Regions from separate parts of the Gossypium hirsutum genome. Here region 1 is linked to region 2. The links are chromatin contacts, called in public Hi-C maps. All regions are on one chromosome and are shown on one strand. Each heading gives the region's core, a stretch centred on a gene start, on an enhancer-like site or on the middle of the called end of the contact. The rest is flanking DNA. Distances are from core to core; before and after follow the strand shown.

Region 1 (5,689 bases), core at 342-2,841, 260 kb after region 2:
TGGGAGGGGAAAAATAGCGGGCGATAGCCAATCCGGAGGCTGGCACCGTCGTTGAGCAAAACAAAAAATAAGAAACAAATGGCTTGTTCATTCGTTATATATATATGTTAACATAGATATTTTTACTTTCAATCGTTAAAAATATATTAATCTATGTACTCTTTTAGATCGATATGGTACATATATCAAATCGATTCAAAAATTTACATGCATGACAAATACAATTATATTGATAATATAGAGAGAGAGAGAGAGAGAGAAAAGTGCACTAGACATCCCCAAACTATGACCCTCATTCTAAATTGACCCCTAAACTTAAAAATATTGTAATTACATCCCTAAACTATTGATATTATATCAATCATGTCCTTTAATTATTGAAACCATTAATTCAATAGTTAAATTACATGTCAAATGTTACGTGACATAATTTAAAATGAAAAATTTAAAGAAAGAAAAATGTTACCACATAAATTTTAAAAGTAAAAACTAAAAATAAAGTAAATTGAAAAAAGAAACAGCAGGTGATAAAACTTTTGTAAAAGCTTCGAAAACCTCAAAATCAATATTCTTACGACATCCCTTTTTACAATATTCATTTTTTTTAAACTTTTCATTTTAAACTATGCCACATAAGATTTGACATCTCATTAACGATTAAATTAATGGTTTTAGAAATGGAAGAACCTTATTGATATAACTTTAATAGTTCAAAATGTAATTAGAGTTTTTTAAAATTTAGGGACTAATTTAAAATAAAGTTATAGTTTGAGATGAATGGTGCAATTATCTATATATAGAGAGAGATTTTCTTTGCCATTTATAAGATTAATAATTGAGTTTTATATGAGATTCTTTTTATAATATTTTAATTACAGAAACTATTAATCTATATTATTATTTAAGTGTTTTATTGAGTTGGTGTCACATTTAACTGAGACAACTCAATTGTTAAATTATGTAAATACTTTTACATAATGAAAATAAGTTATATTATTTGAGAGTCCTTTAGTCTTTTTCATTTAAAAAAAAACTAAAATAATGCATTTATTGAGATTTGAACCTAAGTCAATTGTATGAGTAAAATTTTTAATTACCACTTAGCCAAAGCTTTATCTTAATACCTTTGTACATTTTAATTTTAATTATGCACACTTTATTACTTCTGTCAATTGTATATTTTAATAATGTATTTAATTGAGTTAGTGTCACAAGTTAACTCAACACTGGCTCAAGATTAATAATAACACAATGATAAACAATTAAATCTATTTTTAAATTTTAATATCATATATATTGAATGTGTAATTATTAGTAATTACTTTTAAGCCATGTGCTTCCTTTATTTTATGTTATTTTTAAATACAAATTTGTGGTTTGCACACGCATTTCTAACATAATGAATAATATAATTTATATTAATTTCATAAAATAAAATATATTATTTAATAAATTTAAAAAATTAATATTTAATATTTTATTTGACATTAGAAACTAATAGATATAGATGAGTAATTGGGCCTTCAAGAGAGTTTATTTTGGTAGAATGGAACCATAGTTTGATTCTCTTTTGGGCCCATGCTTAGGTTCAAGGGTCCAGATGCAAAATAATAAACCACGAATAACCAGAGAAGAGAGGATCATCGAAACTCTGAGAAACAGAAAATCAAAATTGAACGATCATCGAAAATAAAGAAAGCAAGTAAGCTTCCAACACTCAGCAGCATTTTTGAATTCTGTAATTGGATGAGGGTTACTAACCTGAAATAACTCAACCAATCTCCATCGTTGGATCCACATAAGAAACGAAACTAGAGCCAGGGATCCGAATTTCAAACACCAAGATCTAAATGACGGATCCAAATCTGGATCTGCAAGAATCGGGTTGGGAGGAACTCAGGAGAGAGGCTCGAAAGATCGAGGGTGATCTCGATGTCAAACTCTCTTCTTATGCTAAGCTCGGTGCTAGGTTCACCCAAGGAGGTTTGCTCTTTTACTGCTTCCTTTTTCATTTTATTATCTCTAGATTTTTGTTCCAAATGCTTCTTGTTTTGTGTTATATGGTTGCATTTTGATTTTCTTTTGGTAGATTACAGTAATTATGAATAAATCTGTTAAAAAAACTGAACAAACTCCAATGGCTGAATAGATTGGATCTTTAATACCAAAGAGCATATATTTTATTCCTTGTATTTAAATCGCCTTTGAAATCTGGTTAGATTCATTTTTCCCCTTTGTGATGATATATGTATTCACATTGAGCTTATCTAGATACTGGGTCGCCAACCGTTGGGTCAAGTAGATCATGGAAGTCTATGGAAATGGAAATTCAGTCATTGCTCGAGAAACTGCTGGACATAAATGATGCCATGAGCAGATGTGCTGCGTCTGCTGCTTCAACTACTTCAGTAACCCAGAAGCTTGCAAGGCATAGAGACATACTACATGAGTTTACTCAGGTTTATTTGTTGTCTACTCTGTAATTTTTATCTAGACTTGTTATTAGAACTCAGGTTTCCATGTTTAATTACCGGGTGCTATAAGCTTCAATGAAATATTAACATTTCCTGATATTTTGTCCTACATCACTGCTAGATATTAAATTATGTGTAGTGTATAGTCTTGCAACTTCTAATTATTGCTGTTGTTTTTGTATTCTTTTACCACTGCAATTGGAAAAACTCTCTTCCAACCTCTAAGTCATTGTCACCATTATGTTTGTGAGCCATGGTTCAAACTGATAATATACCAAATCATGACACCATCAAGGCATGCTTATAAACATGTTTGATTGGTTGTTTTGGCAATTCTTACTGGGATATCTGTACCTCTATTTGAAATAAAATATAATTCAGTTATTCTATTTATTAATTGTAATTAGTTCATGGTTCATGATTGTTACATGCCTGACAATCAGTTCAGTGGGATAAGAAATACAGTACAAGCAGCAAGTTAGCATTCTGTGTAAATTTGTTTATGGCAACATGAGTATAATTATACTATTGTTTTATTGTTGCTTTTCATTTTTGCAAAATGCTATATGAGTCAAGTTCTCAAAAGATTTTTGGTCCATGGTTTTTTTTTTTGTTGATAATTGATGGACTCGTTCCGGCAACTTCATATAGTTCCCTAGCAGTTTTAGAATTTGAACTTTTTACATTATATCTTTTGTTGTGTATTTGCTCTGTTCTCTACTTGTGTACTTGGGAAAAGTAATTTCCATAGACAATTGGGGATGTATAAAATCCTTCCCATTTACATGAAAAGTTTCTGCAGGGGTAGCATGTGATTTTCCTTTATGTTCAAGTTTACAGTTGCAAGTGCCCTAATCTCCTCTTTTCTTGAACCATGAGAGAAGTGGAAGAAGAGTGGCTGTTGGTGGTAGCTTAACAGACTGACCTAATCTCTAATTCATTCTCAATTTTTGAAAAATCATATATTTCTCCCCAACAGATTTACATTTCTGTATGATCCAAACCTGGGGTTGCTGTAAGTTCTTTATTTGCTACCCTGGCTCATTTCACTATAAATTTATGTTCCCATGATCCATGGAATTATTCTCCACTACACTTTCATTGTCATCAATTATAGATCGAACTAGGCTCCAAATGTGTTCACTCATCTGCTTTTTGGACTGTCAATTGTCTTTATTGCACTTTGGTTCATTGCTCTATAAATTATGGCATCCATGTTCCATTGAATTGCCCCTAGTTATTGCTGCTTTTGGCTGTTTATTATTTGGACTAGTTGATTAGTTTTCTATCTTTTTGAAGCAATGATATATCTTTGTTAGGAGTTTAGAAGAATCAAAGGAAACATAAATTCAATGAGGGAACACGCGGAGCTTCTGAGTTCTGTCAGAGATGATATTAATGAGTATAAGGTAGTCATATGATTTCAACTCTTAATTTTTTCAGTGCCATTGCTAATATCATGTTGTTTCCCAAAGTTACCTATTTGCCATAATGCAGGCATCTGGGAGTATGTCACCGAGAATGCAATTACTCAGAGAGCGAGCTGCCATCCATGGAAGCATAGCTCATGTAAGATTTAAACATTCTTTTATCAATGTTTATTGTGGTGCATTCTTTGTTGAAAGAACTTTCCCCTTCTGTGTTTTACCTTAATGTGTTTTATCCTGGTATAGTTTAATTGGTTTTGGATTAGGTGTGCGACACAATTACGCATTATAAACTGAAGAAACAGGTGAACCTGTTGGTCAGAAACCTAAAGCTACTGTCTAGCATGTAGAAGCCAAATGGTTGAAACCACCATTGTCAAGTCTCCATGAACTAGTCTCAAAATCCAAATGTACATTACCAAAAGTTAGCTCAAAGCTTTGACAAAAACCACTTTTTATATGAGATACATGAATCCAGAATCAAGCCCTTACAAATAAATACAAGGGAAGTGCAAAAAGAAAAGCCCTAATCACAAAGCCCCATTTACAAATTTGTCTAGGACAATCATTTCTATTGCTTAGATGTGACGTTCCATCAGTTTGGTTTTGGTTGCTTAATGATGTATACCTCTTTACCTCTTGCTCATCATTGCTAAACATGTCTTTGGTTGCTTTATCACAATTTGAAGGATCTAGGTTTTGGAATTCAAACACTTGTACTACACAGGTGACTTGTGTCTCATGAAAGTTGATTCTGGTGCTGTTATCTGCTTATATGGGTTATTCATAGTTGTGGATTGATGGGTGTTCACATGTCATACTTCATACTAGCTTTGGGGCCATGTTTGCATCATTGTACTTTTAGTATAAGCGAAAGTATGGTCTGCACTAAGTTCTAATTTACCCAAAAGAGAAAGATTTAGAGTTGGAGTACAAGTGGGGAAGGTGAATTCCATTGAAGTTCAAAATTGGTTGCAAATAGATATGCTGATAAAATTTTATTTTACATCTTTCTCGTGCACAATCATCCGTCTTTGCTCACACATCTTTCTATTTTATCTTCTCTAGCTGTGTCTACAGGTAACTTGGGTATGTTAACTCCTTTTTTAATTGATAAGATTAATGTAGCATAGAATAAACTTTAGGCTTCCCATTGGTTTCGTAATATTTTGTTTGTTAGCTTCAATGCCTTGCTACTGTTGGGAATCAATATCATGCCCATACATGAGTTTAAGAATCAAACAGAATGTAAACAAAGTGGAAACAAAGCAAAGAAATAGTCGATTCCCTCAGCAGATAGGTGGTTTCATGATATTTTTGTTTGCTAGCTTCAGTGCCCTGTCACAAAGTAGCTTGTATTTATTATTACTATTATTATTGGTTAGTTTTTCTTCCCTATTTGTCAAATGATTATTTCATTTCTAATTTTCTAACCTTTATGTCTGCCTTCTATAGATAGATGATGTGATTAATCAAGCTCAAACGACAAGAGCAGTTTTGGGCTCTCAAAGAGCTTTGTTTGGAGATGTTCAAGGGAAAGTAAAAGTTTTAAGTGACAAGTTCCCTGTTATCCGTGGCTTGCTTGGTATTTTTACTATGTATCTTCATTATTGACCTTTTATTATGTATACTACTATTTTCTACTAATTAAAAATCCTCTATTTTCTAGGTTCCATCAGAAGGAGGCGTTCAAGGGACACTCTTATTCTGTCAGCAGTAATTGCTGCTTGTACGTTGTTCCTTATTATTTATTGGCTCTCAAAGTAACTAGGGATGTAATTCATATTA
Region 2 (5,857 bases), core at 2,808-5,307:
GTCCTATACGTCTTGTTTATTACTAGTTGTTAAGCTTTTATATAAATTGTGTTTGGTATATTTGCTTTTTTGGCTTAATGCTTGATTTAGCCCCTAAATTATGCTACTTTTCTCAATTTGGTTCTTAAGCTTATTTTTGCTTAGATCAGGACCTAAAGTTATCTTCTATTAAGTGGTTCAGTCCTTCAACATTAAAAAAAATGGGATGCAGGTTCCAGTCACTTATTTTTCACGTGTTAGATGATGATGATTTAAAAAAAAATATACTTTTAAGGATAAAAGTGAGAAAAGCAGTGTAGTTAAGGGACTAAACAAAGCATTAAGCCTTTTTATTTTCAATTAAACCAAAAATAGTTTTCGATCATATTTCCTCTCCGTCTGGTCTACTGGTTTTCTTTCCAGCAAGCAAGCAAGCATGTATTCCACACCTTGCCTGGAATCCCAAATCCTATAAACCCTAAATTCACAATCACAACCCCACTTTCACAATATACCTTACTAGAGAAAAAGAGCCCCTATTACGTTCATTGATTCACTATCATTCCTTTGAACATCTTAGATTATCTTGACTCCAAGTCATTCACACAACCTTAATTAGATTCTTAAGGTTTAGTGATTCTTCCTACGTTTTAAGCGGTTGCAAGCACTGTCAGAAAAAAGAAAAGGATTAAACTTTTTGTTTCCTTTTTCTTTTCTGTGTGTAGTTTTCTTACCTGGGTATTATGCATAGATCTGGAGCAACGATGGCCTGGAACGTCTTCAAGTTTTGTACAGCTCTGAGGGGTCTGGGATCGATCATGATCCTGTTGGTTTTAGGGGTCGTGGGTGTCTCATACTACTCTGTCGTTTTGACCAATTTTGGCCCTGCTTTGTACGATGGTGGCCTTGATTCCCTTACTGCTGTTGTCGTCTTGATCTTATTTCATTGTTTGGTAAGTCATCGAAATTAACCTCAATTGGTTTACTGGGTTCTTTATTAGGTCTTCTGTTAGGTTTCTGAATTGTAACTCTGTTTAAATAGCTTGACATTTTGCTATTTCTGTTTAAACCAGCTGCTATGAAATGAAATTCAACTAAGTAAAGGGATCCTTTTTTCTTTGTTTAAGCTTGAATTTCGTGTTGTTCTGCTTACTCATTAGTTAGATGATCATTCTGGATCTTAAATTTCTTCCTTTTTTATCCTAGAGTTGTGAATCCGTAAACTTTTCCAAATTTATTGCTGTTTGTTATATATTAGAGAAAAGAAAGAACAAATCTGAAATATTGTAAAAATGCAAGGCTCCATCTTTGACCTTTTTTATATTTAGTTTCAAACTTTCAATGCTAAAATAATAACTTGGGTTTTGGGACAGTGATTAATATAATCAAATTGCAAAAAGAATGTAAAGATACTGGACTATTAAATGTATGGTGAAAACTGATATGGGAACTTTTATGTAATTCTGCAGTTGGTGATGCTGTTATGGAGTTACTTTTCTGTTGTTTTGACTGATCCGGGAAGCATACCAGCTAACTGGAGGCCAGCTTTAGATGAGGAGAGAGGGGAGGCTGACCCATTGAATGGTTCAGAGTTCAATGGTTTGCAGACAAACCCATCAAATCAAAGAATTCGATATTGTCGCAAGTGCAACCAGCTGAAACCACCTCGCTGCCATCATTGTTCTGTTTGTGCGTTCTTCATTCGCTAAATTTCTCCATTTCTTTTACTTTATGTGCTAGTAATATTGTTATCATCAACGACCAGTTCTAAATCAATTTCATTGTTTCAGGTGGGCGGTGTGTGCTAAAGATGGACCATCATTGCGTGTGGGTTGTCAATTGTGTTGGTGCATTAAATTACAAGTATTTCCTTCTTTTCTTGGTATGTTTGCTTTATTTTCGAACTAGTTTCTCATGCAGTTTATGCCCTGTAGGTCCTACTTGCTTTATACTTAGCTTCAAGAAGTTAATATTTTCAAATTTCTTATGGAAGCATAACTTGAGTTGTGGAGTTTTTCTTTCCTCTCTGACATTCGTTTTCTCATTGCATTGGTTATAGTAATATTGGTTATGATTTATGATTGCAATTTATGAGATGTTGATGGAGCAATGATCCTATTTTCTTGGCATTTATTTGACTATGATTTTAAACCTCAATGCAGTTTTACACATTCCTCGAAACTAGTCTTGTGACTTTGGCCTTATTGCCTCATTTCATAGCATTCTTTAGTGATGTAGAAATTCCAGGAACCCCTGGAACCTTGGCTACCACTTTCCTTTCCTTTGGTATGGACTTCTTGGTCTGTTCTTCTGATCTATTTTACTTTAGTGACTATGCAGTATGTACAAATGTATGACTATGTTCTGCTGTGGCAGTTTTGAATCTGGCATTTGCATTAAGTGTCTTGGGCTTTTTGATCATGCACATATCTTTGGTGGCCGCTAATACGACTACTATTGAGGTATTTGGCTTCATCTCAAGTATTAGTACCATATCATAATGATTGGTGTTTCCAAACATTAATCTTTATTGTTTTTTTAATACCATGTCATTATATCAAGCTATGCTCAATTTCATGTGTGCGAACCTTTTAGCTCCTCCCCTGCCCTGAGGAGGAAGGAAAAGAAATAATTAATTTTCCAACAAACTCCAACACCATAATACCCAACAGATTAATATTTAATAGAGTTTAGGGCCATTTTTTGGCCAGGTTATGTGTTATATTGCCCAGGGCGCAGTATAAATGGACTCAAATTTACTGACAAAATCCATGCTTGTCTTTTGAGCAGGCCTATGAGAAGAAAACCACTCCAAAATGGCGTTATGACCTTGGTCGGAAGAAAAATTTTGAACAGGTTAACCATTATTGCAACATGGCTGTTTCCTTGTTTCTTTACATGTATTTCTTGCATAAAAGAAGCATTCATATAATGGTCACTTGGGTTGTCCAGAATTTGTTCTTGAAATGTTTTGCTTTTGTTTAAATGTCCTCATGGTAGTTCGACTCTTCTCATTGTGATCCCAGATTTTGAATATCCATGCTGAAGTTTACTTGATAGGATTTTTACTCTTATAGCTGGCCATTCTGGCAAGTTCTATGTCATCAGTTTACTCAAGCTTTGGTGTTTGTCCGAATACAGGTGTTTGGTACAGACAAGCGATACTGGTTTATTCCAGCTTATTCGGATGAGGATTTACGACGGATGCCAGCGCTGCTGGGCCTTGAATATCCATCAAAGCCTGATTTTGATTCGCAGGAGTTCTAAAAGGTTGATATAATAGGAACAATAAAAACCTCCTCCGTGCCAAACAATTTGGAGAATTTTCTTACCAATTATCAATACGGAAGTCTTGTGCAGCATAGTTCCACTTGCCTTGTATTCTAACAGGTACATTACTGTGAGGCCGGTTTCGCCTTCTAACTGTTTATCAGGCAGCTTCGTGTAGAAATAGCAATAGAGTGAGAGAGAGAATATCGGGGAAAGCAGCCTTTGTTGTGAAAATGGTGATGGGGGACTGACAAGTTTAATTTTGATTTTTATATAACTACATTATGTTTTATATTTTCGGAAATCCAATGTAACATTTCACTTTGCAATATTAATTTACTTCTTGTAGATTTCTGGTATCGATGATTGGAAAACTAGATTTTTCTTCCTGGTTACGCTTTCTAGCAAAAGTAAAACCCAAGGTGCTGCAAGTTGAAAACCGCAAGAGAAATAGTACAGAAAACAAAAAAAGGAGAAGAGAATCGAGAGAGAGAGAGAATGAAAACTGAATACCCAACCAATTCAATAACCAACTCCCCCATACGAAGTAAGGAAATGACCGTTACATTAATACCCTGCATACTAAACGCTTATTACTTCATTTGCCCATTTTTAGTTTTACCCTGTAACACAAGGAGTTTGGAAAAATTCTCATGCATAAAAGTTCCGAGGAAAGTTTAATGTTTAAGATAATGATTGTTTAAGAAAGCAAATGAGGGATTTTTTTTCTTATATTCTGGATAAGTTTAGTGAGAATTTTTAACTTCTCAGATATTTATACTTCCTAAACTCGGGCTCTGTTTAGATTCGCTGCCATGGCTGGCGCTTCCAAAATCTTTGTTATATTTTTCCAGCTTTGCGGTCAGGATTGGATCATCTCTGATGACAAAGAAATGAATCATGCTTGTTAACATTCGAGGGCTGGGCCCAACTTGTAATAAATCCAGGCCCAATATATTCTAGCGAAGGATTAAAAACCCTACCCTCACCGAGCCTTCATTTTTTATATTCTAGGGTTTCTTTGCAGAGAGGTGAAGTGAGCCAGCCAGCCAGCCAGCCAAGCAATCGAGCTCGGAACTCCGCAACCATGGGTCGTATGCACAGCCGAGGGTTGGTATTTTGCTCTTACACGCTGAAATCAATCCTACAATACTATCTAGTCTTAAATCGATTCTAGCTGCCTACTTCACCGTTCATTTTAACTTGATTTGCAGTAAGGGTATTTCCGCATCTGCTCTGCCCTACAAGAGGACTCCACCAAGTTGGTTGAAGATCTCTTCTCAAGATGTGAGTCGCTTTTTATTTTGAGTCTTCACTTCATTTTTATTTGCTCTGCAAATTATTCAATGGATGATACCAACCTTTTGTTTTTTTCTATTTTGAAAGAAAAATTCGACTTTTTTTAAATTGTGTGTCATTATTTTCAGTGAATTTGCTCTTTCAATCCTGTATGTGAATAGTTGAGTCTCCAAGACTTGTTTCATTAGAATACTAGTAGAGAAGAACCAAATGTTTGATTAATGGAAGTTCCATTATTTTTGCAATACTATTTCTTATGTTCTTTTATCCTCATATAATGTTCCAAATGCATTTATTCTGATTTAACTCTCATCAATCAGGGTTCGGAAAACCCTTACCTTAACTCATTCTGTCTTTATGAAATGTTTGTACCATTGTTTGGCAATATTCATTTTTAACCTTGATTTCATCATTCAGGTGGAGGAGAACATTTGTAAGTTTGCAAAGAAAGGTTTGACCCCATCACAAATTGGTGTCATTCTCCGTGATTCTCACGGGATTGCTCAGGTGAAGAGTGTTACAGGCAGCAAGATTTTGCGGATACTGAAAGCCCACGGTACATCTTTCTTCAACATTGTGCTGTGTTTCGTTTTCTTATGTTTTTAATTCATTTGAAGAAAACATTCAGCTCATAATTGCTCCTGTCAGGACTTGCTCCTGAAATCCCCGAGGATCTGTACCACTTGATCAAGAAAGCCGTTGCCATCAGAAAGCATCTTGAGAGGAACAGGAAAGACAAGGATTCCAAATTCAGGTTGATCTTGGTCGAGAGCAGAATCCATCGTCTTGCCCGCTATTACAAGAAAACAAAGAAGCTCCCACCCGTGTGGAAATAGTAAGTATTTTGTATCCCTGGTTTGCTTCCTCTTGTGATGTATGTATGACTCGATGATGGGAAGAAAGCATATGGTCAATTAAATAATCGCCTCAACACTCTGCTGAAATTTTTTCTCAAATATTGGGTGTAACATAAGCCAAAATTTAACACACTTCTACTTATGCAGTGAGTCAACCACCGCCAGTACTCTTGTGGCTTAGGGCAGCCACATTTTTGAACCAGTTTCCTGGTGCTTCAATAGCGATTCGCCTTTGACTTTTAGCTAATGGTGGTTTGAAATTGAGAGGGGAAATATTATGTTTAGTGTATCAGAATAATTGATATTTTTTTCGTTTGAAATGTTTTTGAATCTTAATGGTTACATGGATTTGTTTTCTTAATATTTTTGGCTTACAAATTTTAATGTAGTATGAAATTAATTTAAAATAATTCGAAGGAGAATATTAATACTGGGAGTTGCTCTTACAAGCC

What was found. Hi-C and Micro-C count contacts between places; a contact is called where the count stands out from the background.
Region 1: a Hi-C map of leaf shows a contact between it and region 2, with 4 times the contacts expected there. The contact joins the promoter of LOC107952705 here to the promoter of LOC107952900 in region 2. A contact is called at or near these places in 2 of 34 Hi-C or Micro-C datasets (both in leaf).

What each region holds. Positions count from the first base shown.
Region 1 is chrA07:35,582,382-35,588,070 of Gossypium_hirsutum_v2.1, forward strand. It overlaps LOC107952705 (Golgi SNAP receptor complex member 1-2), which reads left to right and starts at 1,592. Exons shown (of 6, transcript XM_016887861.2): 1 at 1,592-1,983; 2 at 2,272-2,459; 3 at 3,794-3,883; 4 at 3,972-4,043; 5 at 5,357-5,486; 6 at 5,571-5,689. The coding sequence starts at 1,851. The coding sequence ends at 5,668.
Region 2 is chrA07:35,320,678-35,326,534 of Gossypium_hirsutum_v2.1, forward strand. LOC107952900 (40S ribosomal protein S13) reads left to right here and starts at 4,058. Exons shown (of 5, transcript XM_016888103.2): 1 at 4,058-4,359; 2 at 4,464-4,536; 3 at 4,966-5,104; 4 at 5,197-5,383; 5 at 5,553-5,766. The coding sequence starts at 4,337. The coding sequence ends at 5,586. LOC107952899 (probable protein S-acyltransferase 14) reads left to right here and starts at 5. Exons shown (of 7, transcript XM_016888100.2): 1 at 5-932; 2 at 1,449-1,668; 3 at 1,770-1,861; 4 at 2,142-2,265; 5 at 2,356-2,441; 6 at 2,770-2,835; 7 at 3,121-3,597. The coding sequence starts at 723. The coding sequence ends at 3,246.